2 separate regions of the Sus scrofa genome follow, and region 2 is linked to region 1. A link is a contact called in public HiChIP or PLAC-seq data. All regions are on one chromosome and are shown on one strand. Each heading gives the region's core, a stretch centred on a gene start, on an enhancer-like site or on the middle of the called end of the contact. The rest is flanking DNA. Distances are from core to core; before and after follow the strand shown. Region 1 holds the start of SLC2A5 (solute carrier family 2, facilitated glucose transporter member 5). Region 2 holds the start of TMEM201 (transmembrane protein 201).

Region 1 (6,331 bases), core at 1,358-3,857:
AGTGAAATAAGTCAGAAAGAGAAAGACAAATACCCTATGATATCACTTATATGTGGAATCTACAATATGACACAAATGAACCTATCTACAGAACAGAAACTTCAGACTCACAGACATGGAGAACAGACTTGTGGTTGCCAAGGAAGAAGCGGGAGGGAGCTGGATACACTGGGAGTTTGGGGTTAATAGATGCAGGCAATGACATTTAGCATGGATAAGCAATGAGGTCGTGCTGTGTAGCACAGGGAACTCTATCCAGTCTCTTGGGATAGAACCTGATAGAAGATAACATAGAAAGGGGACACACACATGTAGGACTGAGTTAGTGTGTTGTACAGCAGAGATTGGTGCGATGTTGTAACTCAACTATACTTTAATAAAATTTTTTAATTAAAAAAATTGTGGGCTAATGCACTTACATTTTATGCCAACATTAACAGTTTGGGAGTCGAGTTCTGGGACCCAAATCCTCCTGTCAGAATCCTGGGCAAGCACGGGTTCTTAGCAAGAGCTTTTCCCATTGGAGAGGTTAGAGGGGCCTAATGCACAGCCCTCCGCAAATGAGGCAAACTGGCTTCAGGGCCTCTTCTCCCTCAATGACAAAATTCTAATATAATTTCCCTGTCACGAATCAAACTGTATGCGAGGAGGGGAAATGGAATCAGGGGAGTGCTGGGAGAACCTGGGTCTGGCCGCTGTCCTTTCCCTTTAAAAGTGATTCTTTGGCTTGCATCAGAGGTAGTTTCAAACACAGGTCAGTTTCTTGGAAACAGTGGTACGCGGTCCTGGGACACGCCTTGGCCTGCTGAGTGTAATTAGCCAAAATGTCCTTGGGTTAATCAGTGTTGTTTATTATTGTCCCTTTAAACCCCATGGTGAAAACAGGTTTCAAATGGCAGGTTCCCTCAGTCCAGAGGAGACAAAGACGCGGGCAGGGCGGGAAGGAGGGCGAGGGCCCCGGGACAGCAATGAGACCCCACCCCTGCAATGAGACTCCACCCCTGCAATGAGACCCCACCCCTGCAATGAGACTCCACCCCTGCAATGAGACCCCACCCCTGCCCCGGGTTTTCAGCTCCCATGGGTGATATATACACATGGAAAGATCAGGAAAAGACCCCTGCAGTGGGCAAGCCCAGGCTAGGTTCCTGAAGGACCCCCAGCAGGGACAGTCCCTGCCTCCCACCAGCGGCCATTCTCCATTCTGAGTCCAGAGATCTATGGGCGCTCAAAGGACTCCCTCCCCCCAACCCCATCGGGACTGATGGCAGCTTGAGACCCAGAGGCTGCTGTGCCCGGGGCCCCGGGCCCCGGGCTGCGAAGGACCTGGCAGGGGACGCAGAGGACCTGGGTAGGGGTTAGTCCCCGAGCCTCTGGGCCCATTCCCGACTGTTCCAGGCCCACCGGAGCCCTAGCTGCCCAGCCAGGCCGCCGAGGCAGGGACCGGTGCCGCTCCGCCCGCCGCAGGGCTCGACGGTCCTGGGCTGAGGAGGTGCAGGGCAGAGGGGAGGGGGACCTGGCACGGACGCCTGGGCGGCCCCGCGGCGGCCGAGCATCCAGCAGCCGGGCGCCCAGGCTCCGCGGCCCCGCGCGGGTGGCAGCCTCCCCGCGTTCTCAACCCCCAACCCCCGCGCTGCGCTCCGGGGCCATTGAGGCGTTGGTGACTCCCAAGGCTGCGTCCTGGAGGCCCTGGGACCTGCCTGAGCCAGGTACTGGGGACAGGACAGCCCCCTCCGGCCCTGGGCCCCCACCCCCACTCCTGGAGGGGCGGGTGAGGCTGGGGGCCAGGGTGTCCCCGTCCCCTTCTCTGACTTGGCAGCCTTTTGACATTTTTTTTTTTTTTTTTTTTGTCGTTGGTGGTGCCGCCTGAACCCTTTTCCTCTGTCCCCAGCATCCTGTACCCCTGCCCCCAACTAAAGCGCATTTTCTTTGGAGAATTTTTCAAAACTCTTCGAAATAACTGGAAACCTCGGGTTTGGCCAACCCTTAGTTGGAAATCCTTGTGTCAGGGCTGTGACACAGAAGGGAAAGGACAGGGAAGGAAATGGTGCCACCCCACCCCCACGGTCCCCATCCCTCTCTGAATCAGAAAGCACAGACCACCGGCAGCGCACACAGGCTAATTACACTGTCCCCCCTCCTCCAAGCCTGCCGCACGGAGGCGCCTGGTCACAATTCCATGGATGCCAGGACCAGCCCCCAACACAGAGTGGGGCCCCCTTAACTGTCTTTGAAGGTGGCTTAGGGAAAGAGGTGACTCCAGGAACTGGTTTGGACCACAGCAAATAAAGCAGGGAATGGGCCCAGGAAAGATGAAACCCAATGGGTCTTGTGGGACTTTGCTCTGGATTTTGGCCACTTGAGCCTGTGTGCCCCAGGGCAGCTGAACACGTGCTGAGTGCAGGGGGCCGACGGTGGCCCGGCCATGCGTGGAGGGCCCAGTCAAACAGCGGTGACTCACTTTCCCTGCCCTGCAGATAAAAGGAAATGAAATATTTACTGCTTTTGCAAGAGTGATGATTGCACAGAAAATCGCATCTCTAAGCCAACCCTGAGTTCCTTAAAAAGGAAAATCAGCTTTCTGAGAAAGTGGTGCCTAGGGTCAAATCTGGCAAAATTCGACTCTCTGCTGGAGAGGCGTGGCTGCAGGCTTCCTGGCAGGGGCCACTCGGAGAAGCCTCTGATGACCCTATGCCTTGCCCCCGTGTTACCTGGTGTGTTGTGGGGTCGGTGGCACCTGTTGCTTTCCATGTGTTTGTGACAGAAATAACCCTTCCAGTCACTCACCACGAGCCCGACCAGTGGAGGCTTTTGCAGGCAGTAAGGAAATACCGCAGACTGTCCCAACTCAGGAAGGCACGGTGCCTGCGGTCTGGTCTGCGGTCCCTGGGGGGTGCCCGCTTGCTGAGCCAGACCCCAGACATCTCGTTTGAAAGAAGAAGCGAAAACAAGACCCACCTCTAGGTTCCCGAAAGGGTTATTCTGGCTGAGACTGCCTATAAAAATGCTATTGGCTGTTACCTGGCCCGGCCAAAGTACAGCCAGAATGTCTTTTCTCGCCATCCAGTGCATTTGTTATTTTGGCTGAAGGGAAATAAGCAGAACTCTGCACGTCCAGACCCAAGATGGAGCCCCAGGAGCCGGTCAAGAGGGAAGGGGTAAGTGTGCTGTCCAGGGAGGCAGGGGGGGAAGCAGCCCACCCGCAGGACCAGTTGATCGCTGCTAGGGGATGCTTTTGGGAGCTCTGTGCCGTGGCGGACCATTGCGGGGACCTGCCCCTCGGAGTTCACCCCGCAGCTGGACTTCTACAGGGACTTGAGAGACATTTAGAGACGTTCGGATTTAGAGCTTCTTTGCAAATCATTCTCCTGAAACAGCTTTTAAAACTACCTGGAACCGGGGTGTTCTCTTGTGGCCCAGGCAGGGGGTGAATGATCCGGTGTTATCACCGCAGGAGCGCGGATCGCTGCTGGGGTGCCGGTTCGATCCTTGGTCCGGGGAATTTCTGCATGCTGTGGGTGCAGCCAAAAGGAAAAAAAGTACCTGCCGCCGAGTTGATGAGACTCAAAGGAGAATTTGTCACAATGTCCTTAACCATAAGCATTTGAGGTGAAGGGCTTCTGGCACTGCAGCAAAATCCTTACACATGGCTAGTGAGATGTGTTTGCTTTGTTTTTATTTTGGCTTCCGAGCCTTTTCATGAACGTTTTCAGCATGTAAAGAGCCAGCATGCAAAGAAGAAAGGCTCGGAAAAGATGTTGCAGGATTTGAATTTACCTCAAATCTGTAGCAGAGATTCCCTACCTTTTTAGATAATGCGACTTCTCTGTTTTAGAGACAAAAGATTTTTCTGGCCCTCTCCCCTCTCACCCCTGCCTTCCATAGAATTGCCTTGTACTTTTAGAGTCTCTTGACTGAGGAACACACATAAGGACAGAAACATAATGTGACTCTATTAACACTTTTAAGAAATAAGCATTTTATTCATCACAACAGCATCTGCTTATATTGACGGTGGGAGGTACTTTCTGTGCACATTAATTATTTGCATATGGATCTAAGACCTTCACCATAGGCAGGGTTGGGTACGTGCGCTGTAGCTCATAGACAGAGAGCAAGTTTGGGGAGGAGTTCCCTCGTGGGTCAGCAGCTTAAGGACTTGGCGTTGTCACTGCTGTGGCTCATTGCAGCTGTGGCGTGGGTTCGATCTCTGACCTGGGAACTTAGACTTGCCATGGACACGGCCAAAAAAAAAAAAAAAGGGAGAGAGAGGTTTGGGAGGTACAAGTACCTAGGATTCATTCCTGCTCCATCCTGTTCTAGCTGTGGGAACTTGAGCGAGTTATTTAACCGCTCTGTGCCTCAGTTTTCTCATCTATAAAATGGAAATAATAATGTGAACTGAAGTTTGGCCTTTGCCATCCGCCTTTGCATGGAGTAAAACATGAGCCACGGCAGCTACACACCCGCAGCATCCCCTGAGCAGAGCTCAGGCTGGGGACCAGGAGGGAGGCACCTCTATGCTCTGGGGAAACTGGAAGAACAGGCCTTCAGATAGTCAGATATTTTCAGGAGATTTTATGAGCCCAATGCTTGTATCTCCTCATATCTAGAAAAACACTAAAATCCTTTGTGGTGAGGTCTGCTCCTTGTGACTGGTAGTAACTTTGAGGAGATCAGCAACAAACTGTTGTAAGAAGGGTGTGCGCATTGAAACAGGTGTGTGCTGCCTGCACCTCCCCCTCACCTTTATCCCATCCTGATGTCCCCCCTTCTCCTCCTTGGGTGGTATTTCAGCCTCGCCGCTTGTAGTTAAGGATAAAGAATGTCTCCGAGGGTGAGAGCTGATGCGTCCTGCAGGCTGTGAGAACTCAGGATCCTGGCCCCGATAGCGGAGGTGCATTTCAAAGGAATGGTCTCAGGGAGCCCAGGCCTCTTTTGTTCCTGCTCCCTGTCCTTTGTTGCAAAATCTCCAAGACATCCCAGCTCCTCTCTCAGGGCTACCTGCGATCTGTCTCCTGGGCTGAAGTCCTCATTTTGCCCCAAATAAAACATAACTCTCAACTTTCAGGTGGAGTGTTTTTCAGTGGACAATAACCATTACCACTGCCGAGGGCTGCAGAAACAATTCACTGAGATGATGTGTGTAAATGACCTGTTCATTCTTTTTGAACATCCTCTGGAGCAGGGCCCTCCTGGCATTTGGGGCCAGGTGGTTCTTTGCTGCGGAGCTGGGGTCGGGCGGGGGGCGGCCTGGTGTGGTAGAAAGTCTAGCAGCATCCCAGCTGCCTACTCCCTGGAGGCCAGCAGCTCTCTGGCCAAGGAGCCTGACCGCGTTAGAGGTGACTGCACAGAGCTGTCTTGTTGACCTCCTGATAATAAAGTGTCAGGTCAAATCTTATCTCCTCTCTTTCCTAGGACCGTGAGGTGGCAGGACCGCCGCGGTTGGGGGGGGAGGGGGAGAGGAATGCACCGCCCAGCTGTGCCCCCAGGTGCAGCAGTGAAAGAACAGGAAACACCCCCGCCCGGGCCCCCGCGCCGGGCGGCCCCTGCAAAGGAATCATCCATTTTAAAAGGAGGTGATTAAGCAGCTACATGCAGAACGTGCGGGCCGTGATCACAGCTCCCTGCCCGTCCGATTCTATAAGGAAGGAAGCTTTCTCCGGGCCCGGAAGGATGCAGGCGGCCCTTCCCAGGTGGCTGAGGGCGGACCTGCCTCATGGGGTGAATAGTGCTGGGTTTCCTGGCAGACATCAAAGCAGGACTATTCCAGCGGTGAAGCTGCCGATCACAAAGCGAAGCCAAGGGGGGATTTAGGAGCCCAGGAGACGTGGGGGAAGGGCGGCTCGGGGCAGATGCTGGGCTGCTCAGGCTGGTGGGAGGCCCCTCTTGTGCTGGTGGCTGTGCAACCATGGCCCCCCTGGCCATTGGGTTCCTCAGATGAAAAGAGGAAAGACAAAAACCTGGTGTCTTTGTGCTGGGAAAAAGGACTCTTGGCCTGAAAGAAAGAAAATGGATTAGGGGGAAAAATGCTTTGGGAAATGAAAACACATGATTTTTTGGAGTTCCCATCATGGCTCAGCGGTTAACAAACCCGACTAGCATCCATGAGGACACAGGTTCGATTCCTTTGCTCAGTGGGTTAAGGATCCAGCACCGCCGTGGGCTGTGGTGTAGGTCACAGACACGACTCAGATCCTGCATTGCTGTGGCTGTGCTGTAGGCTGGCAGCTACAGCTCTAGTTAGATTCCTAGCCTGGGAACCTCCTTATCCCACGGGGGAGGCCCTGAAAAGACAAAAAGAAAAGGCAGGGGGGAGTTCCCATTATGG
Region 2 (6,331 bases), core at 1,966-4,465, 440 kb before region 1:
CCCCGGGGAATCCAAGAAGGTGCCTCCTGGGCTGTAAGAGAGCGTCGCCAACAGGCACTTGGTGCCACCAGGACCCAACAGGCCTCCAGAGCACCCACTCCCACCTCAAGGCAAAGCAAACGTCAGCCCACGGCAGTCCCGCCAACACCAAGACAGAAAGCCGGATCCGCCCGCGGCGGGCGGCCCTGGTTCCTCGCTCAGCCTGTGCTGGCGAAGCACGTGCTAGGCCTGCAAGGAGGCAGAGACGAGGTCCACTCCTGACCCGGACACAAGGACAAGAATGACAACCTCCCAGGGCAGCTGGTGGCAGATGCCACAGGAGAGAGCCAGCAAGCGGAGCATTTGCTGTCACGCTCCAGAATGGTGGGCCGGCCAGCAGGGCAAAATGAGCAGATGGCCTTCAAACGGACTGCTGGGCAAGGGGAGGGCCCCGGCGCGCGTGCAGGGAGCGGGTCCCGCCAGCAGGAGTGCGCAGCACGGGGAGGGAGGGCACAGCGAGAATGGAGCAGAAACTCTGGATGCCAGGCTCTGCTCCCGCCCGGAGGCTGCAGCCACTCCTCTCCAAATGCCTCTGGGGCGCGGGAGGTCCCCGAGGTCCTGCGCAGGGATGTGCTGGCAGGAGACGGACATGATGATACCAAGTCCAGGGGTGGGAGTCTGGGCAGGGTAGGCTGCCTGGGTACAGGGCAAGTGGGCCAGGGATGTGGAACCTGGGCTTCCACCCAGCCTCCTGTGGTGCAGGGCAGCCGCCAAGGCAGCAAGGACCCAGAGCATGGGGCCTGGTTTGGAGCAGAAGGGCTGGAGGGAGGCAAGACTCTGCCACTGAACAGCTGGGTGTCACTGGGCAGGAAAGGATCTCTCCACACCTGTTTCCTCTTCTGTAGAATGGGGACAACAGCACCGCACCTGCCCGCCAGGTCACAGGTGGCCCGGTCAAGAGGACTCCGCAGGTGGGAAACCAGGTCGGCTCTGCCCTTGAGAAGCGCTTTGCAGCCAGTCCTCCGTCCGCGTCCCTCCATCTCCGTGCTGAGCACGTAAACACCCACTCGGCCAAGTCCATTTCCAAAAACAACTCTCCTCACATGCCCTCCCGAGGGTCATTCAAAACCTGCACTGCGCCAAAGCCAACGTTCCTCGCTGTCACTATTCCACCCTGAGAGGGAGAGGGTTCCATCTGCGGGGTTGGTCTTGCTTCTGAATGGTGACAGTGGCCAATTTATGATCCCCAGACAAAAGCCAGTGCTCTGGGAGGATCACGGAGCCTCCTGGGAAAGGTTGGTCCTTCTCAACAGGTCCCAATGCCACACCACAACTGTACCAGTGCCACACCACTGGTATCCTCCCAGCACACCTTCAAACCAGCTCACCCAACACTGCACCCAGGCCCAGATGCCTGTCTGCAGCAGCGGGAAAGCTGGGGCTGGCAGCCAGGACCCCTGGGAATGCTGCTACACAAGACAGAGCTCGAGGCACAGTGAGCAAACCTGGTCCTAACCGGGCCACGCCAACCCAAGTAGGGCTGCCAGGCTTGGCAACAATGCCAGCCCAGGCTCCCAGCCCTGGACGGACCTCTCCCGACCCTGGGTTAACTGGAAGGCTGCAGTGTGAGGGAGAAACCAGACACTGGACGCAGTTCTGCTGTCAACATGCTCTGGGAATCTAAGCAAGCAGCGGGCACTGCTGCGCCTCAGTTCCCTCGTGTATCAAGCGACTGGTTTGAACCAGCTGGTTCTGCCACCCCTCCAGCTTCCAAGAATTGGGCAGAAGCTGGGACACGTAGAGATGTGGCTTGTCAGGGACCCCCTGAGGCCACCCCCTCCTCAGCCTGCCAGTCTGGCTCATCCTGCAGATAGCTGACATCCCTCCCACCCCTTCCTCCTCCAGGAAGCCTGTGACTCAGTCGCCCTCACTTCTCTTCCCCTGGGTGAGAAGCAGCGTACGGTGCTGCCTAAGGAAGAACAGACCAACCCTCTGGGTTCCAATGCCAGCTCCCAGCTCCCTGACTCGCTGCTGGGTGGCCGTGGGCAAGTTCCTTCCTCTCTCCCACCGAAAGAGCTGAGCTTCCCACCTCCCTTGCTGATTCTACAAACCCACTCATTCTGTCCCCAGAATGTTCTCACAACCCCCTCTTTTTCCTTGTTCCCTGGGAAGGTGGATCAAATGAGGACACAGTGGGGCTGCCCCTGAGGCCTTGCTGGAGCAAGAAGCCAGCTCTTCGTATGGGGGGAGGGGGCGATCAGCGTATCTTTAAGCCTGGGCCAGGGCAGGGGACACCCACTGAACCCCAGCAGCAACCCGGCCCAGTTTTAAACACCTCTGAAGTATGTCAGGTTTTCTGCTCTTGGAGGCAGTAGGGCCAAGGGGTTAGGGATGCAGGCTCCATGGCAAGGATGCTTCAGCTCACACCCTTACTCCTCTGATTAATAACAATTTATGTAGCTCTTTTGTCCCTCCGCTTCTCTAGGGAAGGCAGGGGTTGTGCCTCTGAAATGAGCTAATGTGAGATTAGAAGGACGCCTGAGACAGCGTATACAGACCAGAAACTGCTGGCTGGGATCACGCTACTCCAACGTGCTCCTGAGGACCAGGGATGGGGGCTGAGTCGGAAAAGAGAGCGGCCCGAGCCCCGCTCGGCTCTCCCTCAGGGTCTGGGGGCCCTGAAGACCCTGCGGCTCGGCCATCACAGGTCTCCGCGGGGGAAGGAAGTTCATAGCCCACGCGCTGGCTGTTGCCGCCCGCCCCACATTCCTGGGGACCCTCAACCCGATCCTCAGCCGCTTCCCGACCGAGGATTCGCAGCCCGCTCTTCTTTTCTGAGGCGGGGGCGTGCACGACGGGGCTCAGCGCGGCACACACGGGCCCCACGCCACACCGCGGCCCCGGCGCGCACGGAGAGGGAGGCTCCGGAGCGCCGGGGCGGGAGGGCCGCGGGCGCGGGCCGAGGCCGCGTGGGCCGCGCGCACTCACCTCCGCGCGATCCGGTAGAGCAGCACGCCGGCGGCGGCGCACGCCGTGACCCCCAGGCCGCCGGCCAGGCCGGCCGTGGGGCAGCGGGCCAGCAGCGCGCTCACTCCCTCCATGGCTCCTCGCGCAGGCGGTGGGCGGCGGCGGGCAGCGTCGGGAGGCGGTGGCGGCAGAGCCGAGGGACGCAGGCGGGACGCGGAGCGGCGGCGCGCGCCTCCCCGCGCCGTGACCTTCGCCGCTTTGTAGCCGGCGCGGGCCCGCCCCCTGACTCGGCGCGCTCCCGCTGCGCAAGCCAATCGAAGCGCCGGGCGAGCCTGGTGGGCGGGGCGCCGGCGGAAGTGGCTGTGCCGCTCGGAGTGCGCCCCCCGGCGGCAGGAGGTGGGAGGCTGCGTGGAGCCCCGTCCGCCCTCCACCGCTTCCTCCGCACTCGCCCGGCGCCTTGCCCAAAGTCGGCTAACTTCAGCATCTCCAGTTACTTGCCAGATCGTAACTAGTCTTCCCCTCTTCTCCCTCCACCGCTAGTCCAGGCTTCCCAACACCTAGACAAGCCGACCAGTTGCAGCAGGTTGGAGCTTCTTAAGCCACTTCCCCTGAAGCCACTCCAAATAAGTTTGTAGGAGTTCCCTTTGTGGCTCAGCCGTTAACCAACCCAGCTAGGATCCATGAGGATGCGGGTTCGATCCTTAGCCTCGCTTAGTGGGTTAAGGACCCAGGATTGCTTTGTGCTGTGGTGTAGGTCGCAGACACGGCTCGGATCCAGCGTTGCTGTGGCTGTGGTGTAGGCTGGCAGCTGCAGCTCCGATTGGACCCCTAGCCTGGGAACGTCCATATGCCGCACCAAAAATCAATCAATCAATCAATCAATCAGTTCGTAGAAACACGAACCCTCCCTGCACACCACCAATCCCCACCAATAAGGAGGAGGTTGAATATACCACAGGACAGCCATGCTTCAGAACATAAATCCAACTATTAGAATGTCAGGGCTACAGGGACTGGCCTAGAGGGGTGAAATAGTTTCATAACAAAGTGATTTGCACATTAATATTTATATCTAAGTTTGAATAAACTCCTATAATTTATGTTTGTAGGAATAGATAATACTGAACAGCAAACAGTTACCTCAGAAGAGCAGGAAGATTATCCAAGAGTTTTAGTATTATTGGTTTGCACTAAATTACTTTTGTCTTTTGAGGGCCACACTTGCAGCATATGGGGGTTCTCAGGCAAGGGGTCGAATCCGAGCTGCAGCTGCCAGCCTACACCATGGCCATGGCCACACCAGATCAGAGCCATGTCTGTGACCCACACCACAGCTCACAGCAACACCGGATCCTCAACCCACTGAGTGAGGCCAGGGAGTGAACCAGCATCCTCTTAGATACCAGTCGGATTCGTTTCCGCTGAGCCACAAGAAGGAACTCTGTGCTAACCTCATTAAAAAAAAAAAAAAAAAAAAAAAGCGAGTTGGAAATGTTCGTATTTAATTACAATGTACTTCTCAGCGTTCCCACACTTCATGCTTTTTGAGGTCAACATTAGAGTCCTTACTGTCCTAGTGAGCGATGGGTTTTTTATCAGCAAATGTTACCTTTGTTTCATGCTGCTGGCTAATCTGCCCCACAGTCTAGTCCTGTGCCTTCACCAGGACCTGCAGGAGGGAAGGGAGCAGGGCCCCAAGCCTAGGCGGTGAGCAGTCTGCCCAGAAGTGCGTCTTTCTTGGGAGGGGTGTTAGCACCGAGGCTTTCCTTTGGCGCGTGGCTGGTTTCACCGCTCATGAATGAATCGCAGTGAAGCTTCCCTTCAAAAAGTGAGACGTGGTATTAAGCACCGTTCTTTCCAAGGAAGGCTGTTTGCACAACGTCTCACTCAAAAGGGCTCAGTGATCTCTGTGGACAGAGAATGCACCCAGCAACTACTAGCATATGCCCGCCCTGACCGGGTCACGTCTGTGGCATCATCATCCTTATGTGAACTGAATGGGATGCTTCGAGGGACCTTGGCTTCAGAGTCAGATCACGGCACCTTCCGTCCATCCACTCAGCAACAGCACAGACCCCCAACTAGTCAGTTTATTACTTACTCGGGCAGGTCATGCAACCTCAGGTCCTCTCTTATTTGTCAAATGTGGATGATGATCATACGTGCCCCACGAGGTTGTCAGAATTAATTTATATGAGAAAATAAACACAACAGGTAAGCAGTGAGGGTTTTAAAGGTGTTATATATGTGACTACTGGAAAATGGTGAAATACCAGTGACTGAGCTGTGGAGAAGAGAACCCAGTCATGGGATTTTACCATTAACAGCTCAAATAGTGCTATTCCCCACGTTAAAATCCCCAAAGCCCCAGAGTTCCCTGGTGGTTCTGTGGGTTAAGGATCCAGTGTTGTCACTGCAGTGGCTCAGGCTCAATCCCTGGCCTGGTCATTTCCACATACCGTGGGCATGGCCAAAAAAAGAAAAAAAAACTTTTCATTAAAAAAAAAAAAAAGAAATCCAACAAGCCCATTTTACAAAGGAGCATCGCTTTTCCCTGCTTGTTCCCTTCCCACTTCTGGTACCCAAGGCTTCTTTCAATGCCCTGGTACAGAAGCAGCAGAGGAATAAATCATACCAGGTCAACATCCAATTTATTACTTCGAGAATGAAGAAAACTGTCTCCAAATAATATACCCAACACGTGGATATTAAACAACCTAACCGTTAACCTTCATATTAGATAAAATATTGAGGAAAAATTCAGGCTTTACCATGAATATGAAAATAGGAAGCGGTTGCTCAGTGCCACTACTAGATGGTTAAAGTGAGCGTCTGGAACAGAAAGCTCTTTACTCTCATGCATTTGAGAATCAATGGAGCTTGACTAAAGGCATTTCTTTGGACTTCCACCTAGTGCTGACGGTTGAAGCAATTTACATGAGAGGGCTCAAAAATACCAACCAACTCCTTTATAACCAAAGGGGAACAAAATTAAACTCAACTTATTTCAACTGTATTTCAATTTGAAAATACCTGCAGCAACATGGATGCTGCTAGATTCTCATACAAAGTGACATCAGAAAGAGAAAGACAAATACCATATGATATCACTTATATAGGGAATCTAAAATGTGGTACAGGAGTTCCTATTGTGGCTCAGAGGTAATGAACCTGACTAGTATCCATGAGGACACGGGTTCAGCCCTGGCCTCGCCCAGTGAGTTAAGGATCTGGCGTTGCCATGAGCTGTGGTGCAGGTCACAGATGCAGCTCAGATCTGCCATTGCCTTGGCTGTGGTGTAGGCCGCAGCTGCAGTTCCAATTCAACCCCTAGCCTGGGAACTCCCACATGCCATAGGTGTGGCCCTAAAAAGCAAAAAAAAAG

What was found. HiChIP or PLAC-seq counts read pairs in DNA pulled down with a chosen protein or histone mark.
Region 2: an H3K27ac HiChIP or PLAC-seq map of alveolar macrophages shows a contact between it and region 1. The contact joins the promoter of TMEM201 here to the promoter of SLC2A5 in region 1. A contact is called at or near these places in 1 of 5 promoter capture datasets (liver) and 1 of 2 datasets of contacts at active chromatin or transcription factors (alveolar macrophages).

What each region holds. Positions count from the first base shown.
Region 1 is chr6:69,532,070-69,538,400 of Sscrofa11.1, reverse strand. It overlaps SLC2A5 (solute carrier family 2, facilitated glucose transporter member 5), which reads left to right and starts at 2,607. Exons shown (of 13, transcript XM_021095282.1): 1 at 2,607-3,158. The coding sequence starts at 3,126.
Region 2 is chr6:69,970,262-69,976,592 of Sscrofa11.1, reverse strand. It overlaps TMEM201 (transmembrane protein 201), which reads right to left and starts at 3,215. Exons shown (of 10, transcript XM_013998955.2): 1 at 2,968-3,215. The coding sequence starts at 3,080.